Regions from separate parts of the Drosophila melanogaster genome. Here region 1 is linked to region 2. Evidence: chromatin contacts called from public targeted proximity ligation data. All regions are on one chromosome and are shown on one strand. The core of a region is the stretch at or near the end of the contact, and the rest is flanking DNA. Distances in the headings are between cores, read along the strand shown. Region 1 holds the start of FER (FER tyrosine kinase). Region 2 holds the start of drn (doctor no).

What was found.
Region 1: a contact with region 2 is called in a targeted proximity ligation map of the Kc167 cell line, with 6 times the contacts expected there. A contact is called at or near these places in 52 of 107 Hi-C or Micro-C datasets (the Clone 8 cell line, the D17-c3 cell line, the Kc167 cell line and 19 more) and 6 of 7 datasets of targeted methods (the Kc167 cell line and the S2 cell line).

Annotation. Positions count from the first base shown.
Region 1 is chr3R:9,392,895-9,396,162 of dm6, forward strand. It overlaps FER (FER tyrosine kinase), which reads right to left and starts at 1,652. Exons shown (of 13, transcript NM_169274.2): 1 at 1,347-1,652; 2 at 1-78. The coding sequence starts at 42. It also overlaps asRNA:CR46145.
Region 2 is chr3R:9,339,096-9,342,533 of dm6, forward strand. drn (doctor no) reads left to right here and starts at 1,559. Exons shown (of 5, transcript NM_001275480.2): 1 at 1,559-1,674. It overlaps lncRNA:CR43301 (long non-coding RNA:CR43301), which reads right to left and starts at 897. Exons shown (of 1, transcript NR_048352.1): 1 at 1-897.

The DNA of each region.
Region 1 (3,268 bases), core at 402-2,901, 54 kb after region 2:
CTCGTGGGCGGCGCGACTTTGGAGGGCTGATGAGAAGCCCATGATGCTCTCGTTACTCCCTATTTGGGTCGCGGCTCTCTGTGAGATATGCACATATGTAACATAACATATAATGGATATTATATATAGGCAAGTGATTCAGAACAGAACAGAACAGAACAGCGGTTTTTATCGTGGGTTATGTTTTCGTTTTTTGATATTGTTCTGGGGAGAGCGGAATGCTGGAAATTCTACATGAAACACAGGAAAAAACACAGCGAACATGTGGCAAACACTTGTTGCATGACAATTTGGTTATTCGCTGGCGTTGCTTCTTTATCGCCTCACTAAAAATTAATTATTTATGTCACACGAGCACTTTTGTTTTTCTTTTTACAAAAAATAAACTTTCACATGCGTTGACATTTCTTTGGTGTTTTTTTTTTTGGCACTTTTTACTTTTGCATATGTCACGACATTTGCTAATTACACACGATCTCGTCCCGGCGTTTGATTAACGACTTAATTCGAGTCACTGGCATATGCATTTTTATCCGCTAATTAACGCATTTTCCGCTCTCACCCATAACCGACACTTCCACATGAATGTATATATTTATTTTGTAGTGCTTTTGGTTTTTTTTTTGGTATTTTGAATGCAACAGTTGTCTTCACTTGAACTTTTCCCCAAGTATTTTCCAAAAGCAAAGCGAGCCAAGAGTTGCGTCGCAGTTGCTGCTGCTGCTGTGGTTGTTGTTTTGGTTTCAAAGAGAAAAACTTGTTTTTCCCGCTTGCTGGGCGAGCAAACAAAAATAAACATTGCCCCAAGGAAGAGGAATGAGGTAGGGGGAGGGGTAGGAGCCATGGGGCAGGGGCGAAGTCAATAAGGAAACACAAGCGACAGAAGGTGTGTGCGGCAAGAACGTGTATCTTAAAGATACACAAGGAAAAATAGCAGTTCGATATCTAATCGTATCAGTTGTCACTTGTAAATATTGTCACAGAATTGAAATTGCGTGTTGAATTTCGTATATTTACTCATTAATTTATAAACATTGATTTATACGATCGATCACATGCTATTTTTTCGCTGTGCATTTGCTGGATGCGCCAGAACAGCAACTTGATGCATTGTCTGTATGTGCGTGTGCAGTTTGCCAAGTCGAGTAAAAGATATAAACGGGTTAGACAGCCAGCAGCTAGGGGAGCATCCCCAGCCACCAGAACCAGAACAACAACAACAACAGTAACAACAGTAGCAGCGGCAGCAATAAGAAGATGCTTAACCGTTATATAAATTAAAAATGTAAATAACAATGTTTACAAGCGATCTACACTTCTTGCTATTTTAGGGGAACCACATTTACCGCAGAATTTCTTTGCCGTCGGATTTCACTTGCAAATCGCGTAACTAGAGCACAGTTCTTGGCACAAACATAATTGAATAAGGCTGGTTATCGTTTTGAAGGCTTTATCAGAACTTATTTTGGCACTTCGAGATGCGTGCACTTCACATGGCCACAGAACTCAAAAATCGCGAATGGAGCTCAGCGCCGAGTATCTCGAATTGGTTTGGCTCGGATTGGATCGAATCGAGTCCGGAAATCGGGGAATATTGAAAGCAGGCCCAAACACAGCGAACCGTTCGCCTCGAATGTTCAGCGGAAACTGAGCGCCGGCACTGAAAACACTCGAGATACTCGAAACACTCGGGCCGATGCGGCGAATGAGCAATGCGAGTGCGGCGAAAGAAACAGAGAGAGAGAGAGCACAGTGAGAAAAACCGGTTGCAGAACACCCAGCAAACATTTTCAAACAATAAAAGTCACCATAAGGCAGAAGAGGCTTAATAGTGGGTTTCACCAACGGGATTAGTTATGTTTGCTTACTTTTGCGTTCTGTCGTTCCCATTATTTATGGTATAAGTATATATTTCATATAAGAAAATTCTCCTTTAAGGCTGATATTTGTGTTTCTTTTTTTTTAGAAAAGAAGATCCACGAACATCCAAAAGAACATTTAAACTTATTTGTATCAAAACTATAGTACAGTACTGATTTTTAGGTGTTCCTATGAAATGTTTCATAACTATAACTTTTTGATGTCTTAGAATCTTAATTAGGAACACTTCGCTATCTTAAATATCAATAATTTTTGTCTTATAATTACAACCTTTCTATAAAATTGCAATCATTTCAAGCAAAAAAGGTCACTTTTTCTATACTCCTTCCTGTACATTTTTCCCCAACCCAGCCCATAATTGTTCGTTGGCAGATAGCAATGACTGCTGTAATCGGAGAATTACCAAATTTCCGCACTATTAATTACGCAGGTTCGGCTCTTTCGTGGGACAGCTGACAGGATCTAAGGACGAACACCCAACCAGTCAAACACCCACCCACTGTGAGTCGCTGTGGAAACGGAAGCAGCTGAGCTGTAACCAAAACAAAAGCTATGATAAATGTTATGCGTGGATCTACCCTTTGTTCGTCCTGGGCCAATCACCCCCGCAATTGGAAGCCATCGGTATCTCCATTTAATTTACACCCCCTTGCTTTCGTCGAACGTCAGTTTCAGGGATAAATGCGAAAATGCATTTGCGCATCAAAAGCAGGCGGGCCAATAAATTCATTAATAAATGGGAAAGTGAAAAGCGCAGCAACTCTGACGCTCCTGTCGCTTCACCGGCTCCTGGCTCTTTGTTGTCCTTGTGGTCAGAGATGAGTCCTGTTCTGCGCATAATGCAAACAGTGTTTGCCAAAGTTCTACACTGCGATGAGACTTACTTTTAAGAGTAGAATAAGAGGTACAATCCCTTTTTAAGACCAACGAAATATTTAAATAATTCCATATGCAATGATACTATTATAAACTCAAGAGACTTAATTAGTACTAATACAGATATATCCAGAAGGTATATCCTAGAAGGTACTTGGTAATGCTGAATATATATTATTATTGAATCTAGGAAAGAATAGTTATAGTTTTCTTTAAATCTAATTTTAAATATATTTTTTTGAGTGCCACCAATCCACTCTATAATCCACCACCACCGCCCCCACCTGCGGCTGAATAATGGATATTGAAATCGCATCGGCACTCGAAAGGGTGTGAGATATTGTACTTTATGCCGATTAATGCTACCATGCTGGAGGACAAAACCCCTGCCCATTGATTTGATTGCCGGGCAAATGGCGTGCCACCTTCGCCACCTCTCTTGGCCAGACCACTTTGCACCCAGCCATTCAGTGCGTCTCTTGGCCAGCCTGTTGCCCATTTCAGAGATGCC
Region 2 (3,438 bases), core at 309-2,808:
CTGCTCCTTCTCCTTTTCGACTGCACAATGCACTTCTTTTTCTTCTTCCGCAACCTTGTGCGTGTGCCCACATGTTTACATAAAGTGCAACTGTGTGCACGAAAAACGTTTCACCCTCTATTTGTAGCTCCAATTGTATCAGCATAATTATAGACACTGTGACAAATAAGTAATATGTTTTACCAAAAATTGCTAAAATTAAAGGTAAATGAAGAGTTATGTAGATAGTTGCTTCTTTTTATTAAGCAATAAAAAGGGAATTATTATGTACGTTTATATACTGCAAGTCTCGCTAAATTCTGCTACAATGTACATACATACATACAAATCTATACAAATCTATTACCCAAATCAGAGCATTTAAATAGATAAGCGCAGAGAATTTCGTATGGATTGGAGGTCTAAACGAATTTCTGTATTGCTCGTGGAGGGCAGACAGTGAACATTTGTAAGGCGCACCTTGTTATCAATCACCTTTTTTACGCATTGTTTGAGGCCCCTTTGTATCTCCGCCTCGTCTTGGTTTCTCTTACAACTGCGTCGTTTTAACTTCATGGGGCAAGCTACGGGGTATACGTATAAATACATACACATGTATGTATGTGTATGTACATACTCTATAAGGTTTGTGGCTAATACGTGATGGTAAACAAACTGCAATGCAATGGCCAAATGCGTTTCGGATTCACCACGACTGTTAGACACCCCCAACTCTGTTATCTCCGCCTGCAGGGCAATATTTTCGTTTTCCACCTCACGCGCGGTTGTTATTGCTGAAAACAGGAAATAATTTTCGTTTTCTATAGAAAACACTGCTGGCAGCCGTCGCTGTTGCGTGTCTGATATTTTATTTTTAACGCTCAGCGACTTTATACTACGTAGTATTTAGTATCGCTCGCTTTTAAGTTTGCCTTTGTACGTCTCGCATAATTTTGGAGCTTTTCTGCTTGCAACCTTGCCTTTAAGTTTACAAAGTTCGTTAGCACTAGCGTATTTTTACTGTCTGTTCATTTAAATTGTTATTATTTTTGGTTGGTTTTTTTTCTTTATTGCTTTTTATTTTGGCTTGTTTGTCATCACAACAAGGCTAGTGCAGAACCAATTTCGTAGGCAGGTGCGACCTTTGATAGCTGAAATATTTGTCGAGAAACTTTACAAACTGGTATCTATCTACGGATCGTAAGTGATATTTTATATTATTTATATGAACACGATCTCATTGGAGCCTATGACCTCTAATTAAGCGAATTCTTAGCCCCACTCTGACTTTTTAATTTGCTTTTGATTTTACATTTGCTTTGCGAGTGATCGCAACAAAATAACATTTCGATGTGAAAGCGTGGTCGGATTGACGATACCCTCTAATATATATTTAATAAATGTATGCATGAATTTATTGAAAATAATATTTCCTAAATTGTATTTAACATTCTAAGTATTATTTATTAGATATATACAAAATAGACAAAAAGAATGTAATGAGCAAAAACTGGGCAATCATATTTTCAGTGCTGTATAATTTTTATTAGCACTGCATTTCAGAGCTAATCAACACTAAGCTTTTGTGCTTCATTCCATTCTCAGTAAGGACAAAACACGAAATTAGACTACAAATGTTCTGAAACATCAGTAATGAAATTGGACAAAGTGCACCTCAAAACGGACATTCTCTTGGTAAGGGTGATTTGGAAAACCAAATTTCAGGCCTGTTAAACTGCGGCAAATACTCACCACGGCCAGCCAACAGCCATTTCACAATATGGCACTGTTATCAAAAAGATTACTATTGGGGAAGACAAAGCAATCGCCATACGCTAGGCGATTTCTACATTAATACTTTTGTTTCCCGTTCGGTGAACGCATAGAAATTGATATTAAAATTATTTTTTTTAAAAAGTGCGCAGTTTGCATTGATGACGCAGCAGCGCAGTTTCGCTCTCTGCGGCTGTTAACACGCTGTAGCTCTCTTTGGGCTGGCGAACAATATGGCGTCGTCGAAATTATGTCGTCGCCCAATTTAAAGTCATACGAAAAACCATAAAGATTATTAAAAGCGCGTTTGAAGGTTTCTTGAAACGCCCAGTAAGCGGAAATAGTTTTGGTTTGTTGGCAGGGACTCGATATAAATTTGACTCTCTATCGTTGCATTGGTCTTTTGTCTCTTGTCTCCCTCTGTTCCCCTTCCACAATCTTATTGTGTGTGCACTTTGCACTGTTGGGCTAACATAGCGTGGTGTTTTTCGTTGGAAATACGCATTTTCGACCATCTTTGCTCGGTTCACATTTAATTTATTTCCTACATGGCTTCTCTCCGTTGACTGGCGATTTCTTTTTAGCCTGTCATCCTTCATTCCCCTTTCCTAACCACTTTCTCACCACACCAGCAATCAACGCTCTTTTTGCGTTAACAGCGCTCGTTTGGGCTAGAGATGAGACCATGAGTTTATGTTACGTCGTGTCACGATAAGAATTTTATTTTACATACATTTCGGTCCAATTTGCGTTTGATTTTATTGTCAAGAGGAGAAAATACAAATTGAAAATAATTTTAAACAAACATTGTATTCGATTTTATATAAATAAGTGTTTCTTTTATAGCTAATGTATTGAAAATAATAATCATTTCGATCATTTCAATCCTACATACTCCTGGTATTGTTAACTGCTTTCAACCGGAGAAGTTGAGTGACAGACTCACGCTCTCATCACCAAATTGCCACCAACAGAGCTCTGTTAGCTCGCCAGTCGCAGTCATCAAGCGTTGCGAGGTCCGCTCATTTCTGTTAGAGTGCTTGGAGACTTCACTTCGCGTTTGGAGGATCAGATCCACGTTGGTTTTTGGCTTCAATTACCCACAACTGTCATCGTCAGCCCAGTCAGCGCCTTGCTAACTAAACTAGATAATAAAGTAATCACTTTTCCGCGCTCCCCTCCCTCTCTCTCGGTCGTGTTAGTGCGCTCCGCGATTAATAAGAAACGAGTTAAAAAGGAAAGCAAAAGGAAAACTGGCAGCGTTTTCCTCTTGCAGCTGAGAAAAACCGCAGGACGCAGCTCAGCAGCAGCGTCGCAGTCGTGTGCGTTGTGCATAAGAAAAAAGAAGAAAAAAAATCCTGTAATATTGCAGAAAAAACCGTAATTCGCCACTTGAAACGAAGGAAAAACGAGGAAAAGCAACTGCGTCGTGCACCATTTTGTGATATATTTTTGCCCTCCTCCTTCTTCAACGATCCCTGTGCAATTCTCTGTTAAAGAAAAAATTAAAATAATTACTAGCAACCAATTGAATTTCTGCGAGACCAACATAACACATAAAAATTTCCAACTACTGTGATTTGAACAAAGCTCTAAGTTTTTGATTCAAGCCTGTGTAATTTCCACCCACAACGAATTGAAAAAGTAAGTGAATTCAAATGAGAAAAAGAAAATTATAATTTATTT